Regions from separate parts of the Mus musculus genome. Here all the other regions are linked to region 2. Evidence: chromatin contacts called from public promoter capture Hi-C data. All regions are on one chromosome and are shown on one strand. Each heading gives the region's core, a stretch centred on a gene start, on an enhancer-like site or on the middle of the called end of the contact. The rest is flanking DNA. Distances are from core to core; before and after follow the strand shown.

Evidence for each region. Promoter capture Hi-C pulls out the DNA fragments that hold promoters and counts their contacts. Capture Hi-C pulls out chosen DNA fragments and counts their contacts.
Region 1: a promoter capture Hi-C map of liver shows a contact between it and region 2, with 2.1 times the contacts expected there. The contact joins the promoter of Ccdc153 here to the enhancer-like site in region 2. A contact is called at or near these places in 3 of 39 promoter capture datasets (hematopoietic stem and progenitor cells and liver), 1 of 115 datasets of contacts at active chromatin or transcription factors (pancreatic cancer cells) and 3 of 9 other capture datasets (liver, macrophages and pancreatic islet).
Region 3: a contact with region 2 is called in a promoter capture Hi-C map of adipose tissue. The contact joins two enhancer-like sites. A contact is called at or near these places in 1 of 484 Hi-C or Micro-C datasets (embryonic stem cells) and 3 of 9 other capture datasets (adipose tissue, liver and pancreatic islet).

Annotation. Positions count from the first base shown.
Region 1 is chr9:44,239,127-44,242,374 of GRCm38.p6, forward strand. It overlaps Ccdc153 (coiled-coil domain containing 153), which reads left to right and starts at 1,551. Exons shown (of 7, transcript NM_001081369.2): 1 at 1,551-1,597; 2 at 1,872-1,950; 3 at 2,496-2,561. The coding sequence starts at 1,881.
Region 2 is chr9:44,690,270-44,693,770 of GRCm38.p6, forward strand. All of the region lies in intron 20 of Phldb1 (pleckstrin homology like domain, family B, member 1), which reads right to left. Among named protein-coding and RNA genes, the nearest start is that of Treh, 19 kb to the left of the region's middle. Within about 2 kb of position 1,897, at least 116 of the 459 cell types and tissues checked have an H3K27ac peak or open chromatin away from gene starts, as enhancers often do. A contact at or near this core is called in adipose tissue and liver, where this site is marked.
Region 3 is chr9:44,309,808-44,313,161 of GRCm38.p6, forward strand. C2cd2l (C2 calcium-dependent domain containing 2-like) reads right to left here. Exons shown (of 14, transcript NM_027909.2): 14 at 1-1,460. The coding sequence ends at 1,249. Among named protein-coding and RNA genes, the nearest start is that of Hinfp, 5.8 kb to the left of the region's middle. Within about 2 kb of position 1,379, at least 68 of the 459 cell types and tissues checked have an H3K27ac peak or open chromatin away from gene starts, as enhancers often do. A contact at or near this core is called in adipose tissue and liver, where this site is marked.

The DNA of each region.
Region 1 (3,248 bases), core at 301-2,800, 450 kb before region 2:
CCAAGGGACTCCAAAGCTCTCTTGTAGCCTCCCCCGCCCCCCGGCACTGTGCTCACAAACCCACACATAAAGAACATAATCAAAAATAAAAATTAAAACTCTCTCTTACAGTATCTAAAGTGCTACGGAGTTAAATAAAACAGGTATTGACCTTCCGCTTGCTCTGGAAGTGATTTCATAGTCCCACATCTTGTGTCTGTTTCGGCAGATTTGCTTCTAATAATATGCAACTGACCAACATTTTCAGGGACTAGAATGGACAGACATGCCTAAAAAGGATCTGTAGGTTCCATAATCCACAGGGAGGAAGGCTTGTTTAAATTCTATGTATGGTGACATTATGGTGCCCAGAGATGGCACAGGTCCAGACGGATCTCTCCCAGATGGAGGGAGGGCTTCCCGTCATGCTTTCTGCCAACAATCAAATTTTAATTATACATAAGATACTAAAAAACACCCCGTAAAGGGGATCTCCCCCAATATTGCCCAAGAAATTACCAACTGCAAACTTTAGGAGGTGCAGGCGGTCAAGCAAGTCCACTAGAGGGAGCCCTAAGCAACTTTATGCTGCAGGGAGCCTGGGGGCTGCTAAACCCCTGCCTGCAGATTAAACCTCATAAAGAAATAGTGGGAGAAGGCAAGATTGACTGGAGAGGGAAAAAGGAGTCCTGTAAACACTGCACTGACGTCTGGGGATTTCAGGAGCTACAAAACTTATACACCAAGAAATACAAGCTGAGCAAAATTAAGTAGCTGAACTCCAGACTCTTGTCTAATTTGTGTTCCTCTTTGTGGGTCAGCATCCTTTCAACTACCTGTGTCAGAACATGTTTCCCTCACACACCACAGTAGCCTTTTTGAGGCAAACCTTCAGGTTGTTGTTTAAAAAAAAACAAAAACAAAAACAAAAAACAAAAAACAAACAAAACATTTATTTATTTATTTTATGTATCTGGTGGTCTTCAGACACACCAGAAGAGGGCATCCGATACCATTACAGATGGATGTGAACCACCATGCTGTTGCTGGAAATTGAACTCGGGACCTCTGGGAGAGCAGCCAAGTGCTCTCAACCACTGAGCCATCTCTCCAGCCCCCAAACCTTCTGTTTTAAAGTAAATAATGTCACTGTGTTCACACGAAACCTCCAGATATAAAGTAGCTGTGATGGCCGCTATCCCTGCTTTCCCTATGTCTTGCAAAACACTGCTCTCCCAGACTGCAAGTTTGTAGATTCCTAGCCTGGAGAGTCTCCAGACCACAGGTAGTGCCTGTGTAGACATGAATAATAGCTATTCGGCTCCTAAGCCTCTTCTTTAGGGCTAGGATATGGAGGTAAAAAGAGAAGCTTTCCTTTGTATGAGCTGATTTAGCTCACCCACCTGCCTGAGTTTTCCAGTTGCCTGGACAACGTGCAGTATCCAGAAACCCAACATCCCAGTTCTTGGTCCCACCTCTTGAGGAAGTTTTACACCTTGGATTGGCTCCCAGGACCCAGGCTCCTCCCTAGACTCAATCTACTTGGGTCTCTCTTTACTGTCCCCATGACATGTCATTTCCCAGGGAGACACCACACAAGCAACAGAAAGTCTTGCAGGTAGGTAGGAAGGAGGAGAGTACACAAGTTGGGGAGAGAGAAGGGATGTCCAGAAGTTTCTCTAAGAAGCTGACTGCTGCACATAGGATTGTTCTCCCTCAGTGATCCCAGCCCTCCCTAAGGGTCCCAGAGACCAAGAAATGAAGCTTCTATAGAAGTGTAAGATGCACTGGGAGACTGGCACTCTGATGCTCCAGAAACCCCCAACCAACTCAGTGTAAGAGTCAGGAAAGCCTGTCTGTATGCTGACCTACATAGGTCTTCCCTTCGTCAGGACAGCGGGATGCCACCTAAAACCAAAGGAAGGGGGAGAAAAGCTGAGGCACGGAAGAAGAAAAAGAATTCAAGTCCTGGTGAGTCACCATGGGTGAAGGCCAGTGCCCCTGCATGTCCATGTCCACACCAAGGTCCTTAGAGGGAATCCAGCTCCCTGGGCAACAAGACAGAGGGCGTTTGTTTTGGTTTTGTCTTTTGTTCTTTTGACACAGGGTCACTAAGAAACCCAGGCAAGCCTCAAACGTATCCTCCTAGTCCTCCTAGTGCTGGGACAGCCTGGTGCTCACAATGCCTGGCATTAGTTAGGCATTGACACCACAGTTGGCTAAAGTGAGGCTCTCTTGCCCTCCTCTTCAGAGCCCTGAGTTCAGATTCGGCCAGGCTGGGGACCGGAGACTGCCTCTCTCCCCCTGGAGCCCCCTCTAGTCCTTTGCCTCTGTCATCTGTTTCACCCTTCTTTTGAGCACACACCAAGTACAAGGCAGTGAAGGCTTGGCTATGAATTTGTCAGATTTTGGCATTGGGTATCAGTGATCTTCCCCCATCCTGCAAAAAGTGCGGGAGGAAGACAGGGCAGGGGCGAGATCAGCGTAGCCTAAGACTCCGTGGTTTGCCACGACAGGTGTGGAGGCTGAGGCCAAGCACAGGCTGGTGCTGCTCGAGAAGGAGCTGCTTCAGGACCGCTTGGGTAAGGAGTGTGGAGCCTCAGGAGACAGCAGCAATGACAGGTCCTAGTCAGGGTTATCACTGCTGTGAAGAAACACCACAACCAAAGCAACGTGGGGAGGAGATGGTTTATCTGGCTTGCGCACCCAAAGCACTGTTTATTATTGAAAGAAGTCAGGAGAGGAGCTAGGAGCCTGGAGACAGGAGCTGATACGGAAGTCATGGAGGGGTGCTGCTAATTGGCTTGCTCTCCATGGCTTGCTCAGCCTGCTTTTTTATAGAACCCAGGACCACCAGCAAAGGGGTAGCACCACCCACAATGGGCTGGGCCCTCCCCATCATTCACTGATTAAGAAAATGCCCTATAGGCTTAACTATAGCCAGATCTTATAGAGGCATTTTCTTTCTTCCTTCCTTCCTTCCTTCCTTCCTTCCTTCCTTCCTTCCTTCCTTCCTTCCTTCCCTCCCTCCCTCCCTCCCTCCCTCCCTCCCTCCCTCCCTCTCTCTTGTTTGTTTGTTTGTTTTTTGAGACAGGGTTTCTCTGTATAGCCCTGGCTGTCCTGGAACTCACTTTGTAGACCAGGCTGGCCTCGAACTCAGAAATCCGCCTGCCTCTGCCTCCCAAGTGCTGGGATCAAAGGCGTGCGCCACCATGCCCGGCTTCTAATCTTTTTTAAAAAAAGATTTATTTATTTTATGTACATGAGTG
Region 2 (3,501 bases), core at 647-3,146:
CAAAAAAAACCAAACAAAACAAAACAAAATTTATGTTACCTGTGCTTGGTGGTGACTTATTTCTCAAAGTAAACTTTTTATGTTTTGATTTTGAACTATACAGATATGAATCTCGTGTTATTCAAGAAAATAAGGAAGGCAGGAGTAAAACTCAGTTGGCTGCTTGCTTGCCTAGCACACATGAAGCCCTGGGCTCCTAACATCACACAACCCCGGCATGGTAGGGCTTGGGGCTGCTCAGCGTTGAAGAGCTCCCACTTCAGACAACTCGAGAACCAGACGGGTGCGTGCACACACACACACACACACACACACACACACACACACACACACACACAATTTCAGAACTTGGGAAGTAGAGGCAGGAAGATCAGCAGTTCACGGGTTACCATTACCATAGCAAATTCAAGGCCAACCTGGGCTATGTGAAAGTCTGTCTCAAAAAGGAAAACCTAAAACAAAACGAAAAACCAAACTAAACAAAACACAGAAGGAAGCAGCCACAGAGCTGGGGATGCATGTAGTGCTAGCTCCGTGGTGGGCGGGGTTTGCCCCACCTCTGAGGGGCGGGGCTAAGAAGAACTGCCGTACACTGATTCCTACTGGGCTCTTTAGGCCATTCTACTCCCTTCATGTGAACAGCATAGAGCATATACATTGCACACAACATTCAAGGTCAGGGAGGAGGGGAAGGGAATGGGAGGGGGAGAGGGAGGGGGAGGGGAGCCGTCAGAGCAGAGGTGAACACTGGGTGTGGAGGAAGGGAAACAGGCCACTACAAACACCGATCACATGGTACAACTGCCACCCTCAGCCACCAGCTCCAGGAGAGGATGATACTAACCACTGAATTCAGAAGTGACAGCTACCAGTAAGCTCCTCTCATGGGTCCCTCTCCACTCCCCACACTCCGGGTTACTTCAGGCCCAGTTCCCTCCTCCCTCCGGCCTCCTGAAGGTCCTGTCCTAGCCTCTAGCCCTGCCTCTCACCTGACCTGGTGTTGAGGAATGGGTTTTAAAACCTTCTCTGATGGTTCCTCTTTGGGGAACCAGCTGCCTGTGTGTGCCTGGCTCACACTGCCGCCAACACATCCTTGCCTCGCAGCCTCCCCCACACTGAATTAGGTGGAGTCTCTTGAGATTCTCACTGTCCCCTTAGCAACCCAGCTCTTCACACCCCAGGGCCATCTCCCTCCTGTCCACAAACTCCTAACCAAGATCCACTGCGGGCCACTGCAACAGACACCACAGATTCTCAGCACAGAGCTTGCAACACTCAATGTGAACCTCTGTCATCCACACCTATATCCTCCTCCAACGGCAACAGCTATGTGCCAGGCACAGAACAGGCGCTCGCTTGCTCGTGGCAGGATGACTGAGTCCTAGGAACTGACACCTGCAAAGGGATCCTAGGCTCTTGTGCTAGGAAGTTACAACGTGGCGAGGAGGTACAGGCACACAGCCTAGTTGCTTGCCAGCGTGGCTTGGAGCTCAGGAGTACTCTGCCACATCTGAGGGAAGGAAGAGGTGTGAAAAGCAAGAGCCCATTCAGAGCACCCAGCATAGTCTGGCACGGAACTCGGCATCTGTCACTACAGCATTACACTCCGGGCTGATGTCACACAGCAAGGCAGGGATGACTGCCGGAGTGCTGAGGAGGGTGGGAACGGTTCCAGGTAAGGTGAGCGCCTGGAGGGGTTTACCCACGCTAATCTAATGTGCTTTCCTGTTGTAGGAAGGAGGAGGGCGCGGGTCCAACCGGCAAGCCACACCCAGGTCCTGGTGTAGCCCTAAACCCATCTCAGCATTTCCTCCTGGCCATCCTCCAGTGGTATTGTGCTCTGCCCCCCTTCTTCTTTCCCTGGAAATAGTAACAGGGAAACAGCAACCTTCGTACACTCTGTCCCGCCCACCTATCCTTGGTCTTGTGCAATCTGACTTCTGCCTGCTTGCATGGTGGAAACCCTTCTCTCCACAAATCTCAGACCCGGAGTCAAATGGCCTTTGGGCCACATCCTGCTTGACCCTCTGGTGGTATCTATCATGGCTGGTGACACCTTGGGCTTACAAATGTCTGTTCCCTTGGCTGGCTTCCTTCTGTTTCCGCTCCTCGTCTAAACGTGGTCTCCTTTGTTTCACAGGCATGAACCAAGATTGCCTTTGCCAAGCGCCAGCCCAGCACCTGGCGCACAGTCAGAGCCAGCTTCCTGCTTCCTTTTCTGCCTCTGCTGCTTTCTATCCTGCCTCTTCTCCACTCGTGGCTGCTCCTCCCCTCTCCTCGGCCTTGTCCTTGCTGAGAGACTGTGGGCAAAGGCTTTCTGAGCCCTGTTAAACTCGTTATACGTAACGGAGGTGTCAATATAGCGCTTTTGGCAAAAATTAGATGAGCCGATGCATCCAGAGTACCAACCGTTCAAGTGTCTGATGGACAGGCCCTGAATTTCCTATAATTATTACGCCAAGACTTTCAACTAGGGTCTGCCTCCCAGCCTAACCTTTTCCCTGGACCTAGCTAGACGCATCTCAGCCCCAGTGTGTCTGAAGTGGCTCTGCTTCTCAGGCTGACAACGTCCCTCTAGCTACACTCAGGCTTGTGTCTCTCCACATCCAGGACCCATGTCGACTGGGGAAGGCTTCTCCTTTTTTTTTTTTTTTTTTTTTGAGACAGGGTTTCTCTGTGTAGTCCTGGCTGTCCTGGAACTCACTCTGTAGACCAGGCTGGCCTCAAACTTACAGAAATCCACCTGCCTCTGCCTCCCAAGTGCTGGGATTAAAGGCATGCACCACCACACCCGGCTGGGGAAGGCTTCTTAAAAGGGCAGAAAGTCAAGAGGTGCAAGCAAGGCCCTGGGCCTGGGCATTCATGACCTGGAAGCCCTCCCCTTTCCAGGCTCTTGGTAGGTAGGGCTGTTTTCCCCAGCTTTGCAGGTGGCGGGGCTGAGTGACTGGTAGGCAAATGTGTCACACATTACCTCCCCGCTGAGACTCTTAATGTCAAAGCAAAGCGCCTCAGAACTCTCTTGGCTCTGCCAACACGCCCAGTAACGTTCCAGAAAGTCGCACTGTGCCTCAGAGACAGCCAACCCGCAGTGCACAGCGAGTTCATGTGGTGCATATGGAGGACTGCCGATCACTGCACCGTTGAGCCTTGGCTGATTAGAGGGCCACCCAGAACCTCGGGATCTAATGGGAAAGGCTGAAGGTATTCCGGGACAGGAGTCTACGCCAGAGACTGGATGAAGAAGAGCATCGTAAATAAGTTTCCTGGTTCCTGGACTGTCCCGAGAGTCCCTGAAACTGCTCAAGCGATTACCTCGAGGTCTCTGAGGGAGACTAAGGGGCAGTCCGAAGCCCAGCATCAGGGTATCTCCTGTCAGCAAACTCACTCACTGTATTTACTTTAACTCTCTGCTTAGCATCCAACTTCCTGACCATATGCACCAAGGGAGAAGGCATGACCACTTAGTTGTCTCTAGAGTCTAAAACAGGAACTGGAGTTTAT
Region 3 (3,354 bases), core at 129-2,628, 380 kb before region 2:
CTACTTAAGGAGTTCTAAGCCAGCTAGGACAACATAGGTGAGGCTCTGGATCAAAAACAAACCAAAACAACTGAGGCCCCATATTTGTCCACGGTCACAAAGGTAACAAAGGTCACAAAGGTCAGTGGAGCTGGGTCTCAGGTCAGAACAGTGCAGCCTCAGAGTCCACACTCTAAATCGTGTTACAGCCCAGAAAGAACAGCCTGTGGGGGAGGGGTGGCTTCTTTGCAGCAACTTGACTTTTCAGAGTATCATCACTCAAACCTCTCTACTTGTATCTGTGTTCAAGGGCACCTGTGCCACCTGACTGCCTAGGTCATAGTCAGTGAGCCCGCCTGCCCACTCTATCAACACCACAGCCTTTAGGCCTGTTTGCTTTTCAAAGGATAACCAGCCACTCCCGTTTATAAACTCCAATTTGATTTTAATTAAATAAATTAAATTCCAGGCCATCACACAGCAATGGACATCATCATCTCCCAACATACAGAGGTGCAACCTTGCTCTATGATCGTACTGTCTTTAAAACTCCTAAAGCTGGCTCTCTAGGGAAGGCTTCCTCCCAGCTTCCTGGCTCCCTCCTTCCAACTGAGCCACTGCTCATGGAGAAGGCATCAAGTACAAAATGGTAATAAAGGGGAAGGAGAGACAAGGAGCGATGTGGGAGGTAGGGAGGTGGGGAGTGCCTGCCCCCCATCCCGGGCCCTAGCCCGGCTTCCTGTGATCTGCCAATGTCTTCTGAAGGCAGACATTGGTGCTGGTCTAAGAGAGGACTCCCAAGGGAGGGGTAGAAACCCGTCCTGGGAATTGCCTTACCCTCCTGGGACAGAAAAGGGTCACCTGGGAGAGATGCCCTCTATCATCTGTTTGCCAAGGGTTCTAGACCACACATATAAATAGAAACGAGAATAAATAAGGGAGAAGGACCTGCTGATGAGAGAGTACTCTGGGCTCCCCTCTGGCGGCAGTACCAGCAGAGGCTTCTGATGAGTGTCCACACGCCCAAGACAGAGCTTGCCCCTGACTCTCAGCTGCCAAACTCTCCTCTACGCTCACGCAACAACTGTTGCCTCCCAGATGCCTCCCATGTCAGACACCCTTCCCGCTCACCCCACAGCCCAGTGTGCTGGGGCTCCCTATAACCCGAGGGCTTTCCTGGCCCCAGCAGTGGGGATCCAGGAAGGGGTACAGAAGGGGATGTGGGGGACAGACTAAGAGAACTCTTGATCTCTCCTAGCTCGGGGGCTTTCAGAGCTGGGGGCTAGGGTTGCCATTGGCCTTGGGTTTGGATTTGAAGGAAAAACGCTTGATAAGGCGACGGGAAAAGCTGCCAGCCTTCTTCCGGACGCTAGGTGTGGCCGTCGTGTTGGACAGGTCATCGTGTGACTGGCTCAGACCAGCTTCCTTCTGTCGGGGCCTCCGGCGGAAGATGAGCTTTGTGCCACTGCGCAGGAAACTCACTGTAGGGAAGAAGGGAAACTGAGGTGGACGGAGGGGCACAGGTCTGGGATGAGGGTGGAGAAAAGACTTAGGAAGTTAATACAGAAGATGACGACTGTACTCTGTCTCTTCCCTAATGCCTGCCTTTCTCAGGAAAGGCGGTGGAAGCGCACGCGAGCTTCACCCATCCTGAGGAAGGAACACAGTCCTAGGGGGAGGGATCTGTGCGCCTCTGACCACATCCCCTGGAGGAATAACAAGGGTAGGGACTGCCGCTCTGGGAGGACTCTCAGCGGACTGAGCCTCCTTTCACTGAAAAGACAAAGACTGCACAGAGGGTGTTCCTTAAAGCCTATAAATCATAAAAGGAAAGGTGGATTAACACACTACATTCCAGGGTGTGAGCAGTGGGGAGTCTAGAAACCTCAAAGACGTGACTATGGGGCACAGAGAGAAGAAGGTTCTCACGCAGCAGGCTTCGGACTCACAGACTCCATTCTCTCAAGCGATGCGAGCCACAGGTCAAGATTCTTTTCTGTTAGTTTTGTTTGAGGCAGAATCTGGATTCGTAGCCTGGGCTGGCTTTGAACTCATTACATAACCCAAGCTGATCTTAAACTCACAGCCTACCTCTTGCCACAGTCTCTCAAGTCTTGAGATTGCAGCACCAGCTTTTAAATCATAAATAGATCCCAGCCGACAGGGTCATTGGTCAACGGGTGAGATGTAAGACAGCAAACTCTTTGTCCTTTGAAGTTAGGAAAGCTGTTTGCAACCTGAGTCACAGCCAGAGAGGGAATGACATGCTTCCTCCTGTCCCTCCTTCCGTGAGAGTCTCAAAATGTGACCTGTAAACTGGCCTTCAACTCAAAACCCTGCCTCAGCCTCCTAAGTGCTGGGGATTCAGGTATTGCTGCCCAGCTCAAAAGAATAATCTTTTCTTTTCTTTTTTGAAACTGGCTTTCACCAGGCTGGCTTTGAACTCACAGATCTACCTGTCTCTGCCTTCTTGAGTGCTGGGATGAAAGGTGTGCACCACCATGCCCAGCTCAGGGGAACAATGTTAAGATTGGCATGGAGTAGAATTTCTCATTATCCATGCAACTGGGGGCACAGAGTAGAAGAGGAAAAAAGAAAAAAAAGGAGGAGGAGGAGGAGGAGGAGGAGGAGGAGGAGGAGGAGGAGAAGAAGAAGAAGAAGAAGAAGAAGAAGAAGAAGAAGAAGAAGAAGAAGAAGAAGAAGAAGAGGCGGCCAGTGAGTTCTAAGCCAACTTTGGATATAGTGTGAAACCCTGTCCCCAAACTAAACCAAAACCTAAGCCAAGAGTTAGCATTATCTCAGCAGGAGGCTGGGCAGGTAGCTCAGTGGTTAGGAGCACTTGCTGCTCGTCCACAGGATCAGGGTTTGATTCCCAGCATCCACACGGTGGTTTGTAGATGTCTATAATTCTAGTTAAAAAGGGCTCCATCAATCTCTTTCCACTTCCTTGGGCAACAGGCACCCATGTGATGCCCATGTAGGCAAACACTCATGCACAATTTAGAAAGATGTCTCAACAGGTAAACGTGTTTGCTGCCCCAAACATGACAACTTCAGTTCAGTCCCTGGGACCCACATGGTGGAAGGAAAAACCAACTCCTACAAATTGTCTTCTGTTACACATGTGTGCGCGCGCACACACACACACACACACACACACACAAATAAATGTAATAAATGTTTTAAACGGCGGAGCATGTTGTTACGTATCTCTAATCCTCACAACTGGGAGGCACAGGCTTGACAATCAGACATTTATAGCCAACTCTGGATGTAAAGCAAGTTTGAGCCAGCCTGGACTACATAAGATATTGTCTTCAAACACCAAAAACAGTGAACGAAAACAAACCCTCAGGAAGGAAGGGAAATATGGTG